Linked DNA regions of Gossypium arboreum: region 1 is linked to region 2. Evidence: chromatin contacts called from public Hi-C data. All regions are on one chromosome and are shown on one strand. The core of a region is the stretch at or near the end of the contact, and the rest is flanking DNA. Distances in the headings are between cores, read along the strand shown.

The links. Hi-C and Micro-C count contacts between places; a contact is called where the count stands out from the background.
Region 1: a contact with region 2 is called in a Hi-C map of leaf, with 2.1 times the contacts expected there. The contact joins the enhancer-like site here to the promoter of LOC108480881 in region 2. A contact is called at or near these places in 2 of 5 Hi-C or Micro-C datasets (both in leaf).

What each region holds. Positions count from the first base shown.
Region 1 is chr8:120,714,377-120,719,826 of ASM2569848v2, forward strand. It overlaps LOC108486323 (E3 ubiquitin-protein ligase BRE1-like 2), which reads right to left. Exons shown (of 20, transcript XM_053031758.1): 15 at 4,112-4,184; 16 at 3,851-3,937; 17 at 3,580-3,717; 18 at 3,255-3,457; 19 at 2,477-2,639; 20 at 2,033-2,370. The coding sequence ends at 2,239. It also overlaps the pseudogene LOC128296646. Among protein-coding and RNA genes, the nearest start is that of LOC108486323, 10 kb to the right of the region's middle. Within about 2 kb of position 2,830, at least 1 of the 2 cell types and tissues checked has an H3K27ac peak or open chromatin away from gene starts, as enhancers often do. A contact at or near this core is called in leaf, where this site is marked.
Region 2 is chr8:120,614,181-120,619,132 of ASM2569848v2, forward strand. It overlaps LOC108480881 (non-specific lipid transfer protein GPI-anchored 6-like), which reads right to left and starts at 1,986. Exons shown (of 3, transcript XM_017784007.2): 1 at 1,517-1,986; 2 at 1,322-1,417; 3 at 809-1,148. The coding sequence starts at 1,853. The coding sequence ends at 1,021.

The DNA of each region.
Region 1 (5,450 bases), core at 1,580-4,079, 100 kb after region 2:
AAGTGGGCTAATCCAACCAATCTTGTCTGTACAATAGAAAGAGCCACTGGTTTATCTCTCCATCGAATCAAATTAGCTAAAGGTGTGCGATCATAAGCCCATGCTAAAGTTTCAATCAATTCTTGCCAATATCTGCGCCAAGAAATTAAGAACATAAATCCGGTAGCCAAACAAGATGTCCAAATAAGAACATCCACGCTTTGACTAATAAACTATTCATACCAAATGGATTATACCCATTGATAAGTTGTGAAGAGTTTAACCATAGATAATCTTTTAACCATCCCATCAAATAAGTGGAAGATTCATTAAACTGTGAGACATTGCCCTGCCAATGTCAATAAAAAGTAACCTATCCAATGGAATTTAACATCTAGAAAACTGCCAAATAAAATGCGTCCCACGCCGAAATATCACGAGTACCCCCTCGCCCCGGACCATCACAAGGAAAACTTAATCGAAATCCTTTTTATCGGGCATTAACTTGGAACCGCGCGCATCTAAAAGGGAAAAATTAAAGTAGTGGAAGGGAATCAGTAAATCTTGACATGGGAGCCCCTTACTAATGAAGTGGCTACTAGAGAAGTCTTGAATTAGATTGGATAACGGGAGTGTCTAATTAACTAATGAATGGTTGTAGAAGGGTTGGAAGATACTTTGTATACAGACGGATGAAAGTCTCTGAGTGTTCAGCCATCCAATTAATATTAGATTTGATAGATAATTAGCTTTTACTTAATGAGGGACACCAAAAAAAAGAATAAGTCTTATTGATACATGTAACATTCTTTTGATACTTCCAAAAGTGTTACTGCGCATTTTGCTTGTGCTTAATAGTTTTCGATTTTACTCGAAATCATATAAGAGCTTGTTATAAGCGGATTTATTGAAGTGATTCATCAACGGTGGCGTGTCACAATTCCCTTTTCTTTTTAACTCTGCGCCAGTAATTCCACTATTATTAGTGAACAATATATAATATATAATTTATATTAGATGATAGAATATTAATTCTATTATATATTTATCTATTCTAAATATATATTAGTATTAGAATTTATTTATATATTTTATTAATTTATTTATATTATTTTATTTATAATATATTATAATATTATTTTTTGTATTATTTATCTATTTCTATTTCATTTGCACTTAATCCCTATTTCATGACCACATATCTTTCTATTAGATAGAAATAGATTTAATAAATACTGATAACTCTCGGATGGAATATTAGAACGCAAAAAATCTATTAGGTAATGAACTATTGGTTCTAAATCATCTTTGGCGATGAATCAATAATTCAAAGTGCTTTTCTTGCATATTCTTGATAAATCAGTGTTTATATATAGATATAGAGGATCTAGAACATTTTATCAAAAACGGCCCATTCCTGTAACTTTCCAAAAAATCAGCCTATTTTTGTATTTTAAAGAAAATGACTTTATTTGGTAATTTAATCGCATAAAATATGCTAATATCATATTTAAACCCGACTCAATCCACTATAAACACCTCTAATTGCGTGTTATAGGACCAACCCATAAAACAAATTTGAAAACCTTACCCTATATACCACAATGACATGCTTCTTCCGTCTCATGCTGCCCTGTGCCGTACTTCGTGTTCCCTCAATTTTTTTCATAAGCTCCCTCTCGAATTCTCTTCCATTACATAACTGACTTCTTTTATCTCTACTTTGCCCCTTCTACAATACAATTTTGACCGAGGCAATTGCTTTTTTCTATTTTATATTTTTTCCATCTTCCACCTTTTTTTCTCTTTTATTTGATATGTTAAAAAGCTTTGCTTAATCATGTTAAAAAATGGAAAAGAAATCTGAAACAAAAGTAAAAAATTCAAGTAATCAAATACCGGTTTAACTAGGTTTTTAACCCGGTTTGACTGGTTATACTACGGCTCAAAGAATTTCCGGTCTGATGAGGGTGACCAGACCCACTAGATCACGGTCCAACCGATGCAACCGACCAGCCGGTCTGGTTTCCAAACACTGATCAAAAGGGACAAATTCCTGAAGATGATGTGATGATTTACCTAGTTTGATTTCCATTTACAATTGGCATACATGCCATGCCCTGCCCATCAAATAATTACATATGAAAAAGAAAAAAGAAAAACATTATTTCTATAACTATCAAGTTGGGGTTTCAAGATGCTAACTCTTGACTAACCTAAATCAAAGATTGAAATACAAAAGCCATGGAACACTCTTTTTCATATTTTCACAAACCGAACATCATTCTGACCAAATGCAGTTCCACAGCCGGGGCACTTTCGATGCCGTATCTCTAAATTTCTCTGTATACATGGATTGCAAAATAGGTGATAGCACTTAACAATTACTACCTGCCAAATATGACAAGCCAACACATCCATCAGTCCAATAAGAGGTTGAGGAAATTTAAACATACGAGTACATATTGTGAGAGAAAAACAGGTCAGCATAACTCACCTCTTTTGGCCGGTCAAAACACACACCACATTTGAGAATATTCTTGCAATTTTTAATCTCATCCTGAAGCTTCTGTATTGCAGTCTCTCCAGTTTCAGAACTCAACTCAGCAACCTTGCTATTCAGTTCGTCAAGCTCTTCCTCAAGCTTCTTCCTCTGACTTCTGGGTGTAGAGAAACCACATTTCAACAGAGGACAGATTTAATTTTTGAAGGAAAGCTAAATAATTTAATTTAACTTAAACACGAAGAAAAGGTATTTTCTTGGCAAGGAAACATGTCTAAAGTCCTAAGGGGCAAAAATTATAATCTAAAGTGCTAAGCTGAAATGTTCCAGAATAAATGCAGCATAGGCGTAGATTAAAGCATTGTTATTGTAGCAACTGTTGACCATGATAACAGCCTGTCCCTCACTATCTTTGCAGCTAATTCCAGCACACATTATACTGTCATAGGCAATAAAGAGTAGAGCTATGTTGCTCCAACACTTCATTTCTGTTAAGGTGCCTGCGACTGACACTCATATCCTATACATGGACATAGTCATGTAACCTCCAAAGATCATCCAAATACATGAAAAAAAAACACTTGCCCATGATGGACGTGCTAATATCCAACATTCACCACTGAGTCTAACATAGGAGAAAAGCAATGCTTTTGGATTCGCATAACATACATATATGATCTTTTATCTTCTAATTCCACCGAAAGACAGTACAGCTGAGCAAGAAAAAAACATAGGCCTGGGAAATCCACCAAAAACAGAAAAGAAAACTCACTGTTCCTTATCCAACTTCATTTGGAACTCATCCACCTTTCGTTGGAGCTGCTCATAGTCCTTCTCAGAAGATGCTGCAGCAGATTTAAGCCACTTGAACTCCTTCTCAGCATCGGCCAACTCCCACTTCGCAGTTTCAAGGCTAATCATAAAATGTCTATCCTCTTGAGTGAATTTAACAGCATCTGTCAGACAAACTTTTATCTGCAAGGTTTAAATTATAGGTTGGTCAAAAAAGCTACAAATTGATAAATAAATAAATACACGTAAATATATTTAGAAGGTCAATTTTCTGGAACGAGTTTTAGCAGCACACAACTATTTACCTGCTCCTCGCTCTGACCAATCCTCATTTTCACGGACTCGATTGATGAATTGACCTGCTTAAGTTGCCTTGCTAATGCCTGCTTTTCAGAAAGCAAGAAACTATGTGCTTGTTTTGTCTTTACACTCTCAGAGACAAGCTGCATTTAATGCCATCACAATTACAGAAATTTCCCAAGCACCAAGACCAGATAAATTTTTCTACTTAACTATCAATATATACAGAAAGCAAGAATAAAGTTAAAATATCAAGGTATATAATATGCATTGGACCTTAATATTGTAGTCATCTCTCTCAGTCATCTGCTGCAACAGATGCTGGTTCTGTGTCTGCATATCTTCATAAGCCTGGCCAATGGTCTGGAAAAAAAAAAAAGAATTCTCTCATCATGCAGACAACAAAGAGGCACTAAATGACGAGAGTAGTACCCAAGGAAAGGCAGCTCTAGCAATTCAGTGAATACAAGAGAAAGGTGGCAGGAACCAAAACTGAATATATACTTCTTTCTCCCTAAGAAGGAATTTTAGACAAACCTCAATTTCAGAAATATATGTCTCTGACTCTCGATCTTTACTTTTAATAGCCTCCGTGAGTTCCAAAACATCCCTGTAATTTATTGTAAGATTAAATAGTTAGATAACACTACTAAATGGAAATTTCAGGAAGCAAAAAGAAATAAATCATGAAAATAAAAACCAGAAACTTATTTTAGAGAACTCAAACACCTCTTGCTTGTGCAAGTCACAAATGTTTGACATTAAGGATGAAGTAACAATTTGAATCATACTATCTACAGAGTTCTATAACTTGTAATAGGTGTTTTACCTCTATAGCAAGCATCAAATGGTTCTAACGTCAAATTTATTAGATAAATTTTTAGGATCAAGGTCTGTAACACTCACATGCCCGACTTGATTGTTGCATCACGGTATCGAAATGTTACATTAGATGTCATACCAACAATAATCAAATTCAATTCATTTAAAGCTTATGATCATTACACCATCTTACACATCTCAAATTCATTTCGAGTTTTTATACAAGCTTATTGCAATTCTCTAAATGGTCTAAGGTTGATTAGAGACTAAAATGTAAAATAGTTTAAAATTTTCATATCAACATTGCAATGTAGGTTTCACGTCGCGACATCACATTCTAACTTAAACTCGTCGTGACATGATGAACTCATTGTCACTACTTAATCATCAAATGGTTTTAACTTATCACAAAATAAGTTAGGAGGATAAGTTAATTAAACTGTTTGAGCAGTCCTAGAGAGACGTTTGTATAGCATAAGATGCTCTGTGGTAATAAATGAACTAAAATCATAGTTGTAACTCTATATTTTGAGCATGTAAACTCTGGAAATATAAAAATTAGAGGAAGGGATATCCCTTGTATAAAAGTATACCATCCCAACAAGTGTAAAAGGTTTCGACCAAGTTTAGGAAAGAAGGCTACATAATCTTTAAGTGGTTTAATAGGTACTGGCAAATTTTCAGAACAAAATAAATGACTAGTGTTAACTTAGCACACTAAAAGGCAAGTTAAAATGATATACTCCTACCAAACAAGGTGTAAAAGCTTGACTGGGTATAATGGAAGGATAAAGGCATACTTTAGATATTTGAAAATACACAAGGGCTGATTTTCTACTTAAGCCGTTAAGGCAAAAAAAAAAAAAGAAAAAAACTCAAAAAGGAAGTCACATCACTCAATATCATAATAACTCAAATGTTCATCATTCGATTTCAGACTCCTTAGAACCAAAATGACATAAGTCCTTATAACTTACCCCAAACCCCTAAAAAATGCAAAATACCAAATATAAACCGAAAATGCCACTAATTGGCACAAAATAAAAATACAAAT
Region 2 (4,952 bases), core at 736-3,235:
TTACGAAAATTAAATTAGCTCTGATACCAGTTGTTAAGGATTGACTCGATTAAGCAGCGAACAAGCAAAAATAGTGAAAGAAATTGAGAAATTGAACATACAAATTTAACGTGAAAAAACCTCTTCAAAGAGGATAAAAGCCCATGGACAAAGATAATTTTACTATAATGATAAAAGAACGAAGAGTACAAAGATGGAGATAAAAATTAAACCCCGAAACCCAAAAAAACAAAGAACCCTCAAGGCATAAACACAAAATTCTCTAAAAGTGTTTTGAGTTCTAATATCTAACGGGTGTGTTTTTTAAGGTTATAAAAAAAACTATTTATAGGCTAAATTCATAGGTCAAATAATAATAAAATAATTTAGACTAATCAAAATTTGATTGAAATAAATAAACAAAATTTAACTGAAAGATTATTTTTCAAATTTAACTAAAATAGGAATCATACTCAACAATGATAGATGCTTATCAAAATTGGTTGGATGAACAACAAAATGAACTTATAAATAGGCAACAACGTGATGTCACTTGGAGTGCAGTTTTGGAATGTCTTTGATCAGCTTTTTGTGCTTTATTTTCCTATTATATATGACACTCTTTTTAGGTATTTCTTGGAAAGTTTTATTCATTATATTGTGAGATATTTTGTTGAAGTAATTTATAATAATATAGGTTCAACCTGCAGGTGTAAGATTTGTGAATCGTGATTTCTGTTCCATTCTCTGTTATAATAGAAGTTGAAATAAAATAATCTTCTACCATTTTTGTTCTCTCTCAACCTCTGTTCAAATAAAAGTTAAAAAGTGCAAACCAAAAAACTTTTTCATATCATAAAATGATGTGCTTACTCACCATGAATATCAACACATTAAATATAAGAATATATAATTGCAAAAAAAAAAATCAAAGACAAACTAAAAAGGAATTTAAGATAAAAACATAACTGGATCCTGGTCCAAACTCTTAAATTATGGATATAACAAACATAGCCGCAGCTGCGTGTAAACTTCTATCATTCACACAACAGAGTTTTGGTGTATGTGGAAAACCCATAGTGAAAATCCGACAGCTATCTCTACTACTCCCACGCGCTTCTTTCCCATTCCTCCATCACTCTTCTCTGCAGCACTGCTTGTGGAGTTACCTACGTACATAGATATATTTATCTGTATCACTGTGTTGAACATGAATATGTGTCCTATATGGTTTTTTCTAAGTTTTTTTTTTAATATATATATTTGGAGATGTTCGGAAATCATAAAAAATGAGAATGAGATGGTATGTGGTAATAGTAAAGAGAGATGAGGTATATGTTACCACTCGCAGGTGGGGATGTGGAATGCTTCTCTGTCAGCTTTTGATATCCTTGGAATAACTTAGCTTCCTGGGAGTTGGGTGCCAAGTGCAGAAGGGCTGAAATCAAGAAAAAAAAAAAGAAAAAGAAAACAGAAAATGAGGGAGAAGCAAAGGTTATGAAATGCAATAGCATAGAGTGGAAGAGGTTTTAGTTACAGATGCATTCCGTAATGTTAACAGTGTCATGACAAGTGTGAGGGAGGGTTGCAGCAAGACTAGCATTGATGTTGAGGCCAAGACTGGGGTCATCTCTATCTTTAATCAACACACACAGGCATTTCTTGCTCTTAACCAACACTTGTTTCAGCCCACCGCAACAATCCATGGTGGGGGCTTTGGCCTGTCCACCAACGTATGGAAGACATGGAGCAAGCCCGACTAGCTGATCAGTGCATTCCGCTTTGTCTTGGTTCACATCACTGGATGCCAAACCCAGCAGCATGAGAAGCAGGGTGAAAGAGAGTGTGAAAGCCTCATGTTTGGACTCCTTCATTGTTTTCAGTGGTAAGTAAGGCAAAGGGAAAGTAGAAGAAAAAGAAAGGAATTGAAACTAAACACATTTCCATTATCCAGGGGCTATATAGTGAGAGAATGAGAGTTGTGAAAAGGAGAGAGAGACAAGTGGTTGGTGGCGATGGAGTTTGAAATTATTATGGTATAAATAATTAATTAAGTTCTTCCACAAGGGTCTTCATCTTCAACTGTGATCATTATTTGTTTTAATTGAGCAAAGCCTTACCTGTTATATACGCACTCTCTTCCAAATAAGCTATTGTCCTCATCAAAAAAACAATTATGAGGTATTATGCCAGGTTGAACAAAGAAATCCAGAAAATTGAAAATTTGATTTAAATCTATGTATTCTGTCCAGTTTGGTTTTGGATTGAGGTTGTCACCCACATCATACATTCGAATTTAAATTCAATTTTTTCATATAAAACTCGTTGTATTCAAATCAAACCAAAAATATATATGTTTAAAAGAATAGTTGTAATAGAATATAGAATATTATTATTATTATTATTATTAAAATTAGATACGATCATATAAAAAGTTAAAGTTATGAAAATATTTCATAAAAAAGTTATAAAAGTATAGTTTTATATTAGAGTAAGTAGATCATTTTTAAATATAATAATTAGTATAATTTTAATTTTAGAAAATAGTTTATTAAACTTTATAATATTTTATTTATAAAAGAAACAATTATTCAAAGGTTGTCAATTATATATATTTAATAGGTATCAATTTATTCCATTATATGGAAGATTACAATTACTCGGTTATAAAATTGACATAATGATTTATTTAGTCTTCTAACTTTATAAAAAAATCATTTTAGCCATTCATTGTTTACCTCTTTTAGCCATTAAACTTGTATTTTTTGTCAAATCACCCCAAAATGAATGGAAAAATTAAACTTTCTTAACTTTCTTGACATGACATCTATGTGTATTCCATGTTAGCAACTAATTAATTTTAAAAAATTAAAAAATTTAAAATTTTTTTATGATTTTATACTTTTAAAAATTTTAATACTTTTAATATTTTTAATTTTGTAATTTCTTTAAAAATAATTAATTGCTAACGTGGCATCCATGTGTATGCAACATTAGCAAAGTTAACAAATGTTTACTTTTCCATCCATTTTAGGGTGATTTGACAAACAGCATAAGTTTAAGGGCTAAAAGAGGTAAAAAAGTAAATGGAGGGTTAAAATGACTTTTTTACAAAGTTGAAGGGTCAAATAAATCATTAAGTGTAAATAATTAAAGCTAGAAACCAATTAAACTAATTAAAAAATGATACAGCAAACATTAGGTATATGAACAATTTAAGTATTAGCTTTCCTTTTAATAGCTTTGAATGATTTATCAACCTAATAATTTAACTTAAAATGATTTTATAAATAGTCTTGTGGAGGATTATGATATTAATTTAATTATTTAGTTCATTTTATTTGTGTATAAATGAATCTAGAGCATGTATTATTATTGTTCGAAAAAATTAAGAATTGCAATATTAAATTTTGGGGCCCAAAACAAGATTTGAACTTAGGGTTTAAGATCATTAATGAAACAATATGCATTATAATAATATAGTTGTATAGGGTTACATATCGTTACTAATCTACCTTAATTATATAATGCTAATTGTATATAATATAATTGTTGATACACAGTATCAATTGAAGTAGAGAAGGAGGAGAGGGGGCGGTGTTAAAGAAGGCCGATTCATCCGTTCTAGGGCCAAGAGCCAGAAAGTAGTCCCCTTACTGTGTTGATCCCTATCGAGTTAGTAGAAATTGGGTTAGTAAGCCTAGAATGGTCACTCTTTGTTTTTAAATAATTGTAGTAAGAGTTATATCAAGTGATTAATTTGTTCTAGTGGATAAGAGTTTTGTGTCTGTGCTTAGGGTCTTGTTTGTTCCAATCATTTCCCTTGATTTTTTATTATTTTTGTTCCAACCCCTGAATTTGAATATCTAGCTTATCTATTATTTTCTCTCATATATTAATAAGATTGAGTTTTTTGGTTTAGTGGTAAGGCCTTAGCTTAACTAAAGGTCTTGTGCTTGAATCCTGTGCGTGCAAAGCGAAATTATTTTTGCTATTCCCTTGTGCTGCCCATGTGTTTGAAAATAGGTTGAATTTGGATTCTGGGAAATCTGATAAGGATAACTAACAAATTTAGTGGTTGGTTTTAAAAAATAATAATATATTCTTTTTGGAGAATTTTTCTCTCCAAAACACTCCCTCAACCGTCCCACTCTCTCCCTCTCTCATCTTTTGTCATCCTAAGTTTGTTCCCCTTTCCATCTCATGTTTGTTTTCCCTCTTTTTAATTCTTTTCTTTTGTTATAGTAAAGCAATGGTTGTGTTGATTTCCTTTGTTTTCTTAAAGATTACTCTTTAGTTTTCATTCCTTGCCTTCTTGATTCTCATTATCATCTTGTTCTGTGGTGTTGATTGGTAACACTTCATTGTGGTGTGGTCGAGCGTGCTTTAGATGTCGCATCCCTAAAATTAGGTTAGTAGAAATTGGGTTAGTGAATCGAGAGAGAGGTCATGTCTTGTTTAAAAATAAATGTTGAGAAATTGCTAAGTGAATTAATTTGGTTCAGTGGTTTAGTGTTGTGTTGGTGTGTGTGAGGTCTGGTGTTCAAACCTATTCCTTTGAAAATTCTGTATTATTCTTATTCCTTGTTCTAGCTCTTTCTGTGTAACTCATAATCTATTCTTGTTAGTTTGTTGGCAAAAATGAGCCTACTCATTAGTGGCAAGGTTTTAACTTACCCTTCGGTCCCTAGTTCAAATCCTATTGTTGCCAAAGTTGAATTAATTTTAGTTCCTGCTAGTTGTGCTGTCTAAGTGGAGGAGTCTGGGTTGAATATGAATTCCTAGCTACTTTATAGGATAATAATTTGGTTAGATTTTATTTTTTTTAAATAATATCTCTTAAAACCTCTCTGCTAACCTGTCGTCCCACTTTTTCCATTTTTCTTTTTTTCTTTTTTAGCCATTTTTCTTTTGTTCCAATAAATTTCCTCTGTAGTTCTTTCTCCCTTTTCCCTCATTTTTGCTATTTTATT